Regions from separate parts of the Danio rerio genome. Here region 1 is linked to region 2. A link is a contact called in public Micro-C data. All regions are on one chromosome and are shown on one strand. The core of a region is the stretch at or near the end of the contact, and the rest is flanking DNA. Distances in the headings are between cores, read along the strand shown.

Evidence for each region. A called contact is a pair of places that touch in the nucleus more often than the background predicts.
Region 1: a contact with region 2 is called in a Micro-C map of caudal fin, with 6 times the contacts expected there. The contact joins the promoter of zgc:113531 here to the promoter of klf17 in region 2. A contact is called at or near these places in 2 of 18 Hi-C or Micro-C datasets (caudal fin and an unstated tissue) and 1 of 4 datasets of contacts at active chromatin or transcription factors (embryo).

The regions. Positions count from the first base shown.
Region 1 is chr2:36,428,363-36,435,117 of GRCz12tu, reverse strand. It overlaps zgc:113531, which reads right to left and starts at 5,445. Exons shown (of 3, transcript NM_001013486.2): 1 at 4,911-5,445; 2 at 2,302-2,431. The coding sequence starts at 5,258.
Region 2 is chr2:36,296,100-36,303,245 of GRCz12tu, reverse strand. klf17 (Kruppel like factor 17) reads right to left here and starts at 4,775. Exons shown (of 3, transcript NM_131723.1): 1 at 4,632-4,775; 2 at 3,234-4,200; 3 at 2,624-3,122. The coding sequence starts at 4,718. The coding sequence ends at 2,947.

The DNA of each region.
Region 1 (6,755 bases), core at 4,196-6,695, 130 kb before region 2:
ATAGATTTTTCATAAGACCAAAACTAACCCTGTCTAAACTCCAGCGCAGAGTTGCACCTCGCTTACGCACTGCTTAATACGCACAAGAGAGCAATAGGCAAATATCTTTACATATGAAAAAATTTAAATATTAAGGATATATATATATATATATATATATATATATATATATATATATATATATATATATATATATATATATATATATATATATATATATATATATATATATAGGATTTAATAAGAATAGATATAGGATATAAATATAAAGGATTAAAATATTACAAAACATATTATTTTCTAGCCTACATAAATATAAAAAAAAATCACTGCTTTTATGTCTTCTTCATCTCAGGAGGCTTTTTCAGTTCATTCATAACATTTGTATAATGTTATTATTACTAGCAGTATTATTTAATATATCCATATTTATATTTGTTTAATTAAAAACAAGCTTAGATTTGCCCACCTGTCAGGTTTTAGACCATATGGGGCATAGCAGGTGTATTTGGAAATAACTCAGTATTTTGACCACACTTGGTCATTATTGTTCATTTATTCGTTTGCTAGAAATTAGAACTGAATTTAGAAATAGTTTTGAAACAAATATTTGTGCTTAACAAACGAAATTAATTATTTATAGGCTAATTGATGTCTGTGCGTAAAGGTTTCCCTATCCAAGAGCGAAAGAGAAAGTGATTTATTATCTCTCATTCTCACGCAGTAGATGATCTAACAGTTTTCTGTTGAAAAAAATGTCAACTGTTTGCTTGTGAAATGCTCATTTTTTCCACTTTGACTTACTTTGCGTCCTGTAAATAGCGAATGCGCTCTTGGCGCGACGCAGCTGGGTCTTAAAGGGAATGGGAGATGAGACTCTAATTGGTTTATTCTCAAAACACACCTATAACTCATTAAGAAAATAAACTCAACCCTTTTATGATTTCAAATGCCTTGGCGCGAAGCGCATTTTCCCGTCCGTAAATTAGCAAAAATGCGTTCTGACACGCCCTGAAAGTGTTTGCGCCCTGCGTTTTGCGCTCTGCGCATGGACCGTCAAAATAGAGCCCTCTGTGTGGAGTTTGCATGTTCTCCTCGTGTTGGCGGGGGTTTCCTCAGGGTGCTCCAGTTTCCCCCAAAGACATGTCCTATAGGTTAATTGAATATGTATGTGAATGAGTGTGTATAGGTGTTTCCCAGTTCTGGGTTGCAGCTAGAAGGGAATCTGCTGCGTAAAACATATGCTGGATAAGTTGCCGGTTCATTCCACTGTAGCAAAACCTGATGAATAAAGGCACTAAGCTGAAGGAAAAGGAATGAAAAACAAGTTATGTGAACTAAATTTTTTATTGTATTAAGGTGAGCTTAAACTAAATGAGTCGAAGCAGAGTTCCATTATGCTTTCCGTCAAACTATAGGTGTTGAAAATAAGTGTTATTCTATGTGTTTTTGCAAAGAGGATCATAGGAAAATGTGAATTATGATGCAATTTGGTCTATGTAAGGATTTACAGAGACTGTATGAGAATAGAACCTGTGGTTAGGTTTGGAATGGGCTGAAAAAATATGTAAGGCTGTATACTGTTCCATTAATAATAATAATAATAATAATAATAATAATAATATATATATATATATATATATATATATATATATATATATATATATATATATATATATATATATATATATATATTTTTTTTTTTTTGTAATTTGCCCACCTCTGCTTTATCGGTCCTCGCCAATCTGGCCGAATACATAGCCTACAGCAGCCACAACACGACAGGAGGTAAATGATGTTTGGGGGGCATGAGCGATCTATGCGCTCACGTCACAACAGCTAAAATATATATAGATATACAGAAGATGCTGTGCAACCTCTTTTACAGTCTATTGACGTGAGTGATGGTACCTTTGTTGCAAGTGCAACCATTGTATTTACCGTGTTTTGAGCTACTGTGACACGATCTGAGAAATTGTTTGTCATTTTTCTTACCAATTTTTTTACCTGTGTTATGTCTCTTTTTGTAAAGCTGCTTCTGGCCATGAGATGTGTTTAAGGGATTATTTGCAGCGTCCTTAATTAATTCACTTAAGTAAAGAGAGATCTCCACTTATGTGCCATACTTGGAGGGAATATGTGCTTTATGCATTATAAAGCTTGAAGCATTTGAATCGGTACTCGGTATCGGCCGATCACCATGACAAGGAGTAGGTACTCGGTATCGGCTGCAAAAATCCTGATCGGAGCATCTCTAAAAACAACTCTAAAAAAACCAACAACAACAACAAAAACACTTACCATCCTTGCACTGAGGGCAGCATTCGCCTTTCTGATAGACTGGATCAACACATGGCGGAGGAGCACAGTCTGCCACCTGACAGTGGGCAATGCCATCACTGTAACAGGTGCACTGCTCGCACGCTGACGGCTGTCAATCAAAGAGGATATCAAATGATTAAAAGCTTTTTGAATGGAACCAACAGGGCTTGTATACATAATTCAGACACCTGATGTTGTGACAATCTAACACCGCTACAATGTCAAGAATGTGATCAAATTCCTCTCACACACTGCTGTTTAAGTAGGAGCTGCATTACCACATGTGCCTCAGTGCTGGAGCTTGGGTAAATGGACTGGAAGAACGTGATGTCAGATCAGGCAAAGTGTATTCCTCCGAGTCTGTCAGAAGGCTTCAATTTTCCCCTCAGGGATTCCCCATTAGCCATAATAACCAAATCAGGGAGATAATGAAGCACATATAAGCCCTGCTTCTTCCAGGCATGCGCCACCAGAGATATTTCATTCTTCGGTTGCTTAAATGGAGTATTAAATTGCCTTTTGTTATTTAAGCCTAGCGTACATCATATTTGTTCTTCACCTTACTTCAGAACAAAAGAAGCCTGCTGTAATACCTTTTGAACTTGCACAATGAATATGAATGATCAAAAAATTACCTTTCAGAAGTAAAGGAATGCTTTGATCCGAGTTTACAAAGTGTAAATAAAAGATTTTTTGCTGTCTCAGGATGAAATATATGAATGGGATTTTATTAACATAGAAAGTGTATTAAATGCTAATGTCTGCATTAATGTTTCACAGTTTAACATCTGTGAACGTGAAATGTCAAAATATGGGAGAAGTATTTTGGTTGAGAAGTATGAGACTTTTTTTTTACTTTTAATGAAAACAAACAAAAAAAAAGATTTCTAAATAGCATTGTTTGTCAACTCAGCTGGCAATTTTTTGGCATATTTGGTAAAAGCATTTGACTTAACAATTTTTTCTTTTTAGCCAAAACAAACATGGTGGTCAAGAGAGGGCTAGTGCGCGGCAAGTTACATAAAAAAAAAAAAAAGAAAAACATCTTTATCAATTTGACAACACAAATTCACACACATCCAAATACTGAAATATTTTCAGAGATACATGAGTTTTTTTGATTGTTTTAACACTGATTGTATGTTTGTATTGTTTGCATATTTGTAGGCCTAATAATCTGACAAATTGAGAAATTAATTGTGAATGAAACATTATTTTAACTCCACATTAACAAGTTAAAAAAGACAAATTTCCCCAGACAAATTTCCATTGTGATCTGGATTATTTGCAGAGCATTTCTATATTTGCATGTGTTATGAGAATTTTTGAAGATATACTCTAAATTAGTTAGTTTTCTTAACATTGCACGTTTCAGCTCTCTCCGCCACCATAAATAAACCTTCACTTGCTAGTGTAAATACTATAAAAACATGGCAATAATGAAATCATGACTTCTGAGCAATCCAGTGTGATCAGTGATATATTCTGTATTCCTTCTTATATGGTGGTCATAGTTTTTGATGTTTAACAAAATAACAGTTTATAAAACTCTCTGAGACAGCACACATAATGCTTCATATTTATCAATAAAGTGTTATATTTCCCTGTGTCTGGAGAGAATTTCACCAATTTAAAGCAATGTATACTGCAGGAGCATACTTTGCACAATATTTATGGACACATAATTATAATATTAAAGCTATTGTAAACAATGTAATATTGCATAATTACAAACAAATATTTTAGGGCTTTTATAAACAGTAATCAAAATGAATGTTTAATATAGCATAAAAAACTACATAAGGCATGATGGAAAAATACATAATTAAGTAAAATATCAAATATTAAGGTCTTTAACATTTTGTAATCCATTAAAAATAAGTTTGTTTATTCAAATGTATAGAAATATTAAAATATAACCATTTGAAAAAAGCAAGGAAAACATGAAGACTTTGGTCACTAAAAATACCAGTAAATAGCCAAGTTTTTCCCAGCATACTGTTAAGAATCGTTTCATAGTTAGTTAACCCTAAGCTGGACCTATTTACAGTACATGCATGCTCTTTCACTAAACAAGAAAATAAACAACAGTGGTCTCTGGCAACAAATGTGTATTCATACAGATTTATTTAACAGACTCGTGTTAACAATATTGATTTTAATGGAGTCGATTCTGTGTTCAGTAAACGATTTAATACACAATTACGCCGTCGCCACCTACTGATGTAAGCTAGAGGAACCTGTCAGAACGATTGATGAACAAACATCTCCACCAATGAAGACATGATTAATTTGATCAACCACGTGATGGCGCTAAATATGTTGAATTTTTCTTTATGGACCAAAGCTTTGGGGCATTTAGCAGGCAACAATGGCAACAAACTTTAAAAAAAGGGATTTTTTTCCACACGCCACGGCAAATTAAATTGCACACCAACATTAAATTACAGGCATAAACATTATTTATTTTTTGAAGGCATTAAAACGACACTAGAATTGTGCTAACTGCAGTGCAAACTACGATTAACTTAACAATTTAGCGTGAAGCAGCTTCGCTTTTCTATGTTGCCTGACGCATTAAACTTTACCTGAAAATGTTGTCCGAGTTCATACACTTCTCCCCCGTACTCGCAGCCGATCTTCTCGCATCTCGGACAGCAGTCTGTCGGGTAATGGCTGACATGGATGCAGGCGGTAGGCAGGGATGTGCACTCAGTCCGCGCGCAGGCAGACCCGTCAGCCGTACATTCGCATTGAGTACATGGATCCGAGTCTAGAAAGTACCATTCGCCCACATAATAGACGCTACCGTTCGCCTCGCAGGTCGTCTCTTGCTGTCCAGCGACCGAAAAAGCCAGAGCAGGATAGCCGGAGATCAGCAAAGTCAGCCAGACACGAAAAGTCACAGGGGAACCACAGAGAAAAGCCATGCCCATCATCAAAATACTTTGTCTCAAAGCAAAACTTGCAAATGCACTATAAATATTGATTAGTATGCTATTTTCACTAAATTGCGATTGCAACGTTATCTAATCTACATAAAGTACAGAATGCATGTCATTATGATATGTGTGTGCGCTCGCGCTTGGAGGCTGTTGCGCACAGGGAAAGTTTTACGCCTCCTGGGTTATGTTTCAATTTACACGTGACAGCCGAATACCTGAATATTGATTGGCTTTTATGGGGCATTCGCTGTTATTGCAGCTTTCTGTATCTATTGAGAGTTTAGAATGTGCTGTTTACTTAGCAAATAAATAAAATTAAAATAAACTTTAAAAATGTTTTTTTGATATGTTTATCCAATTAACAACTAACAATTTCAGTGCTCAGCATAATTGAGTACATCCCATTGTGAATTACATTGCGAATTTAGCAGCTACAGTGAATCTAGGCAATGTATTTTGGTGCGTTTAAACTAAACAGATTTATTAAACAGATATATTTATCAAAATAGTATTTTAGTCGCCAATCATTGAAAGATAATTGAAAAGAAATTGAAAATTAAATTTAAGCAAAATATTGCAAAAGAAATGCAACCAACAAGATTTCAACTAAAATTTTCTTTATATATATATATATATATATATATATATATATATATATATATATATATATATATATATATATATATATATTTATTTATATTTGTTTATTTCTCTTGATTTTTCCTCCTTTTAAATTTGTATCTAATGTTTTTATAAATCATATAAATTTGTGTGTACTAGTTTTTGGACCGTTTTGGACAGTTATTATTACCTTAGATAAGCTCAAGATTTGGCTTCTGTACTGACTAATCTAAAGTATACTGTATGCACCAATGTAATATTGTATAGCTTCCTATTAAAAATAATAATTTAAACGATACATTTGTAAGGGGTACATTTGCTTGTATATGCTGAGCACTGTAACTTCAAAAAACATGTTTTTGGCAATATAACATAACCAAAATATATAAACATAGTTTAGCTGCTTTAACCATGTTGTAACAAACAGATGCTCAACACACAAAATACTACAATAAAACCATGGTTTATTTTTTAACCATGTTGAAAATGTAAGATCTTTTAGTTAATTCTATCCCAAAATAATATTCTAGGTAGTCCTAGACTACACTATTCCCGCACTAAATTACACTCAATATACCCCTCTGTATCGCCTCTTTGTATTAAATGCAAGTCCAATGAAGGTACACTGGCACACATATTTTGGTTCTGCCCAAAAATATCAAAATTTCGGATGGAGGTGTTCTCTTTTTACTCTGAAGTACTAAGGATTGATTTTCCACCTGACCCTCTTATTGCAATATTAGGCTGGGCTCCTCCCTTTCAAAACTTTAGCTTGGATCAAATCCAGACAGTTCAATATGGAATGACTATGGCAAAAAAAGTTAATATTATTGACGTGGAACAAAGAGTGTACACCTAAATTTGAGA
Region 2 (7,146 bases), core at 3,526-6,025:
CAACTAAAAGACTCAACAGATGGAACAATCCAATTAATAAACTGGAATGCTATTTGGCTTTAAGCAAAGCTCAATTGCACTTTCTAAAAGAGTTATTATTTACAATTTAAGCACATTTTCACTCTTCATTTCACAATCAACACAGACTTTAATCAGATATATAATGGACATCATAATGATACAATATAAATAATCATAAAAATTATAATAATTCCATGCCGCAAAAGCCAGAAAAAAAGGTGTGAATGTATATTAACAATTTTTTTTCTGTTTACCAAACTTCGGATATAGATTACACAACTTTTTTTGTATAAAAGACATAACAGAATGATTTAGTATATCATTTTAGAAAAAAATCTCCGTTTTCTTTATTGCATGTAAGTTTTTACTATATATAATTTCAATATTAATTACTTCTTGTGTAAATAAATATAAAAAATATTGAGAAATTTAATAAAGGGAGTAATAATTGGCAAGATTTTAGAAATATTATCTTGTATTTTATAGGAATAATCAAATGCTGTGTTCCCCTTCAATTGTTTTGTCTCCTAAAATGTGCAATAAACATGCTTTTAGTCATGGTGTCCACAAATCAATGTTTCAATGTTTCACATGGGAAAGTCATATTTTGATTTGAAAATTCTTTCCTGGGATGTTGATTTTTCTGCAAATCCAACACAATGTCTGCAAATGTCTATTGAAGTGGATCAAAAAAAAAAAAACGCATCAAAATTGTCCTAAGACAAGAATGGGTTGTTAGGCAGTTTTAAGACAATTTTGATGGATAGTTTTGATCCAATTTAAATGCTGCCTATAAAGCTATAAGGCAATGTAAACATCCCATTCATCATACCACTAAAAAAGTACTTAGTCTGAAATCTTTTGTTGCAGGTACTAACGCACGTAGTGTTTGACTTCTTGACCATCTTTAGTTTGAGACCCCACGAAGTCGTGTGGCTAAACTGACGGTTTTGAGACATGAGAGGGCGACATACTGCAGTTTTTCGTGACGAATATAATGACAGACTGCTGTATTCAGTCCGACTCAATTGAAGTTATTATTAACAACAACATTTGTAATTATAATAATTATGATTGTTACCGATGATGGTGATACATACGTTAATGATAATTTTAGATTAGTCACATAGCCTACTGTTAAATTGTTGCTATTAAAACTAAAATAATTCTCATTTAGAACAATGTCTTTAAATTTAGTTTAGTAACCTGACAGTTCTTTCAGGACCAATAAGAGTAAAGTTATAGCATTTAAATCATTTGTAAAATGGTTAAATATAAAGATAAAATATAAAGAGACAGTATGTGAACACTGTAAAAATGTATGATCAATTAGCCATGACAGCATATGTTTTAGGCCATTTTAACGTGTTCTAAATTAATTATATAAGTTAAGCAGGCTGTGTTATTCAGTTTGACGTTATATAAGTTCAATAGACTTATAAGGTTGATTTGATTCAGCTCAAACATTTAAGGCAACCAGGATTTATTACAGTGAAGATAGGGTATGGTAGTATTTACAAATATACAACTGAAGCTGTTTTAATTTAATAGAAAATCATCTTTGTTAAGCTTCTTTGCCACAGTCTACATAAGCAAGCTTTAGATTAACTGAATTGAAGAAGAAACCAACAAACTTTTTTTTTTTTTTTTGTTTAATAAGTATTTCTATCATATCACCTATTTTGGATGCTGTCGCTATATTTGTTTTAACTCAGTATTTCTATTTGTGAGAAGAATATATATATATATATATATACATACAGTTGAAGTCAGAATTATTAGCCCAAGAGCAATAATCAAAGAGCAAGGTCATTTTCACAGTATGTCTGATAATATTTTTCTTCTGAAGAAAGTCTTATTTGTTTTATTTCGACTAGAATAAAAGCAGTTTTTAATTTTTTATGAACCATTTTAGGGACAAAATTATGAGCCCCTTTAAGCTATATTTTTTCTTGATAATCTACAGAACAAACCACTGTTATACAATAACTTGCCTAATCCCCCTAACCTGCCTACTTAACTTAATTAACCTAGTTAAGCCTTTAAATGTCACTTTAAGCTGTAAATGTCTTGAAAAATATCTAGTAAAATATTATTTACAGACATCATGGTAAAGACAAAAAAATTAGACTAAAAATTAAACTAGTTATTAAATTTATTATGTTTAGAAACGTGTTGCAAAAATCTTTTCTCGGTTAAAAAGAAATTGGGTAAAAAATTAACAAACAGTCTAATAATTTAGGGGGGCTAATAATTCTGACTTCAACTGTATATATATATATATATATATATATATATATATATATATATATATATATATATATATATATATATTTGTGCAATAGTTTCTTTGTGTAGATATTTTTTCTCTTTGGGCCAGTTGCAAAAAAAAACAGCATAGTAGTCTTATTTATTGTTTTTCTTAATCATAACTTTTTAAAAACTGTATTTTGAAAAAGAGTATAGCGGCTAGTTACCCCTTGGCTAATCGTTGGTTAAATTAGTTAAAGCAGAATCTTGCAACATCTTGGCCATAGTTATGCAAAAAGCTTCTGGTTTTACACCTTACATGTCAAGTGAGAAAAGGAGACAAACAGCGGAGTACAAAAAAGCAAGGCTTTTAATTATTCTGAAAATTCATGAAAAATACTCCCTGACTTGATACAAATGTATAAATGGGAATACAAAAAAAAAAAAACATATATACAAAAGTATGGGTCCTGCCCCGTTTTTATACATCTGAAAAAGTACTACATAATTTACCTTCTAAATGAACAAGAATCTCCTTCAATTAAATACTGTCATAATTTAAATCAAATGACATTTTACCGCTATTCACATATAACTGCTGTCCCAAAATAGGAGTTGTCTCGTCGATATAAATCCTCTTGTTGCTTAAAATAGATATAGTCTCTCTCTTTATGTTTACATGTGCCTCTTCATGTGCAGAGCCAGGTGATCTGAGCGGGAGAAAGCCCTCTCGCACAGGTGGCACTGAAATGGCCTGTGTCCGGTGTGTTTCCTGTAGTGACGCGTCAGTTCGTCTGACCTGGCGAACTTCCAGCCACAACCTTCCCAACTGCAGTGGTAGGGCTTCTCACCTGTGAACACGACGAAAAGAAACATTTAGTATTGCATAAAAAGTTTTTTAGGTATTTAAATGACAGTTATTTAAAAAAAAAAAACTTCGAATTTAAACCTTCACCACATACCTGTGTGCGTCCGCATGTGCGCTTTCAAATGGGAGCTTTTCGTGTACGTTTTCCCGCATCCAGGGAATTCACAACTGTGCGTCGCGGTCCTTTTGCGCGCCCAAGAGCGTCGCCCTCGTTTTGGCTTGCTGTCTTCTGGGCTTAAAAATCCCAGGAGAGGTGAGGATGGTGGAGTCAGCATCACACCTGGCATGGCCGGGTGATTTGCCCGCAGTGGTTCGCTAAACATATTAAAATGTCCGTGGTACTGTTGATGCTGGGCGTACTGAGGTGGAAAATGCGCATTGTTTATAAACTGCTGTTGATGCGAGATGTCAATGTGATGCTGAGTGTTCATCTCTGTCAGGATGCAGTCTTTCCTTCCTAAAATGTCCCGAGGCACATCTTGCTGCACGTGATGCCCGTACGTTTGATGCTGCATTACGCGCTGGGGTTCTTGTGCGTAATAATGACCCATGTAGTCGTTTACCATCATACAGGATTGCTCTTGGTTCTCGGTTTTAATTTTATATCCCGCGTTATTCGAGTTGGTCAGGTGTTGTTGGTTTCGTGTGTTTAGAGCTCTCAGTTCAGTGTACTCCAATCTGTCTAAATGTCCTTTCAGATTATATTCGCCCTGATAATTCATGTCCGGGGTAAACAGTTCGGCTACCAGACTGTGTCCTGGACGTGAGTTGAAGTTGGTGCCACAGTAGGCGTTAGGGGTCGGGTGACATCCATCGCTGTCATACACGGTGCTGCAGCTCTCCGGTGATTCCGGGAGGGAATAGGCGGGCGGCGGTGCTGAGGTGTTGTCGTTGTCAGACGTGACCGTGTTGGACAGAATAAACTCTAGATCCAAAAACTTGGAAAGATCATCCTCGTCTTTGGCCAAAGGTGGAGATTCGACAATGCTGAACTCCACCTCAATAAGGGGTCTCACGTCTCCAGCCCTTGGGTTAGTTTTTGCTATATCAACTTTCCAGTCCTGGAGAAAAAGAAAACACAACTTTCGACTTAGACTGCTTATTTCTGCAGACGTTGAAGTAATTTTTATTCTAGTCCTAATTATTAGGACAGTTTTAAAATCTACAATAAACATTTAGCAGTTGCCTGTGTACGACTACCAATGTGTCAACTTTCTAAAAATAAATGTTCTATTTGAAATGTACAACACAACCTACCACAAACAACTTTATCTAGGCCCGTTTCACTAAAAACTTTAAGCTTTTACTTTCTTGAAGTGTAAACATATATTAGCTGATAACACAGTATAACGAACTTAAGTTTGTTGACGTAGGCTACAATGTTGCTCAGATAACCACTACTCATTTTCTAACAGTTAAAAAAGTAGCTACAAACAAACACGCTGAAGTACAGAAATATCCAACATTTAAAACATTAATAGGTTGAACTCACCCGAACTATTTCAGACTGCTTCTCGTCTAAAATGTGGTTGTTTGAAAAGGTATTTATCGAAGGCAACATCGCATCTGCAAGAGCCATGTTGCAAATGTTAGGGAACTCAGAAGGTGTTTACTCTCATTCAGTCCGAGGCAGACAATGCGTCTCTAATATGTTTGGCTGGATGTCTACCTGTCCCATTATAAGGAGGGTCTGAATGCATAGTGGGCGTGTTCTCATGACGCTTGGGATGTAGTTGTAGCCTATCAGATACTTACTCTGGCTGTTTTCAACAACATGTCAATATAGTTAAAGTACAATTGATTATTTGGACGTTAATTAAGCGTATCTCATTATTTCGTTAAATTACAAATAGTAATTTATGTTGTAGAAGATAAATGAGTTTTATGATGATGTTCTCTAGTATAAATTACAAAAAGAATCAGTTTGTCTGCAGCGTTTTCATGTTAATAAGCCTATAAACATCACACAATATAGACTAATTGGTTATAATTATTATTTTATAAGCCTAACCATAATACTGAAAACTATTTCATCCCAACAGATTTCCGTATGTGTAAGTCCAAAAATGGATATGAGATTCGTTGGATGTTTTTCCCAAATTTATTTTCTCATTTGTAAATCCATGTGCTAAAGGGGGCGCCACAAACCCCTCTGTCCAGTGAAACTTCGTGCAGTTTTTTTTTTTTTTTTTTTTGGAGGGACGTTTAAACATCATGTTGGTGAATTATAAAATACATTTAAAAAAATCTAAATTGTAATAACAATGAATGATTTATTTAAAGGGGCTAAATTATAGTATATACTTAACTAAACAAGTAAAAACAAACAGTTAAAATATATATAAGAAAATATCAACTACAATCATTCCTAATTATTTTTTAAATAGTAAAACAAATATGTGGCAGGCTAACCTATCAAATAGAACTATTGTGGTTTCAATAAGCCAACTACATTGCTGTGAGTTTCACCTCTTCATTCGTATTAAAATAGACCTGATCTCATATGTCTGAAATAAGTATTAATTTATCCGTCCAACTCCGGCTCAATTAACATTTGAATAACCAGCTGTAAAATCTCGGAGCCATCGAAACAACATGATAATCTCAATGTTCAACAATGCAGGTACATGTTAGTTAATGATCTCTGAGTCAATAGACCTCTTCTTTCAGTTGATTAAAATGCAAATGAACGGGCTAATGCTCTCGGGCCAATGTTTAAAGACAAGGTGGCCAGCGTTAAACAAAAATACTCAGTTCCAAAAAATGCCTCCGGGTCCGGGACGTGGCATTAAATATCTTCGCCACAATCTAAATGTAGATGAACATTTCAAAAGTACTTTTTATCGCTTTTAAAAGGCACATGCTTGTATTTCAAGCATTTTTATATGAGCGTTTTGCGCGCGCAGCTTCTGTTCTGTGTGCGCAAACCAGCAGCATTTGCACAATCGGATTCTTTTGCAGTTTATATAGTCCAGTTATTTTTACCCCATCTACGTAATTCAGGATCCGCTACAATCGCATTGTCTGGACAGACGTGGAAATGGAAATGGAGAGAATTTCCTGAAATACAAAGGGTGTCCTTTTCCCCAGCACAGGCAGAGTACAGTTTATTTATTTTCATTGTAAAGAATAATTACAGCTGAGACGGCAACAGACGTGCGAAATCCAGGACAGCAAACCGAATTGATGATTTCAGTTCTGTGTGCACATCATTTATTAAATGCAAATATGATTAAACAGCATAATAATGATAATTAAATCGAATACATTTCATCGTTTTTAATTCATCAAAATTATTATTATTATTATTTGTAGGCACCGGGTTTGTTTGAGATAGTTTGAGTTTTTTTTTTTTTTTTGGATAACGGCCTGCACTTGTTTAAAAAACTGGAGTTTTGTTTCGTTTTTCCCTCTTTTGTTGTTTTCTAAACACAATTAAGGAGATAGCAGATTTACAGACAGGACGTTTTCCCGGAGACATGTCGTATTTACAAAATGTCTAATTTGGCCAGCGTTTAATGTCCAATTTAACTGATCCATGGATAAAAATGGATATCCCACATATATGCAATTTTTGTATCAAGAAAATAAAATGCTGATGCACTGGTCCTGGGGATATAAATAAATAATTAATATATATTTTATCCAGTATCCCTTAATGCATGCTTTTAAGATTATCATAACGCTTAACAATAACATTGGCATATACAAAAAATATTTTTTGGGTGACTCCACAATGCACTTCGTATAGTTATGGTACTGTAAAGAAAAATCATATTTGTTGTTCCATTGTAAGATGAAATGGGATCTATGCCCTTGGCTGTGTGTGTTGTTTTTGCATAGGCTTCTAATTTCATTCTTGGTTTTTCCAGCATTTCCCTGATAACATAATACAGAAAAGAGACCTTTAATAAATTCATGAAGCACATCTGACACTAATTAAACCCTGGTTTTTACACATCACCATTTTAATTGAATTTAATTTGTCACTTGTGTGACAAGATGAA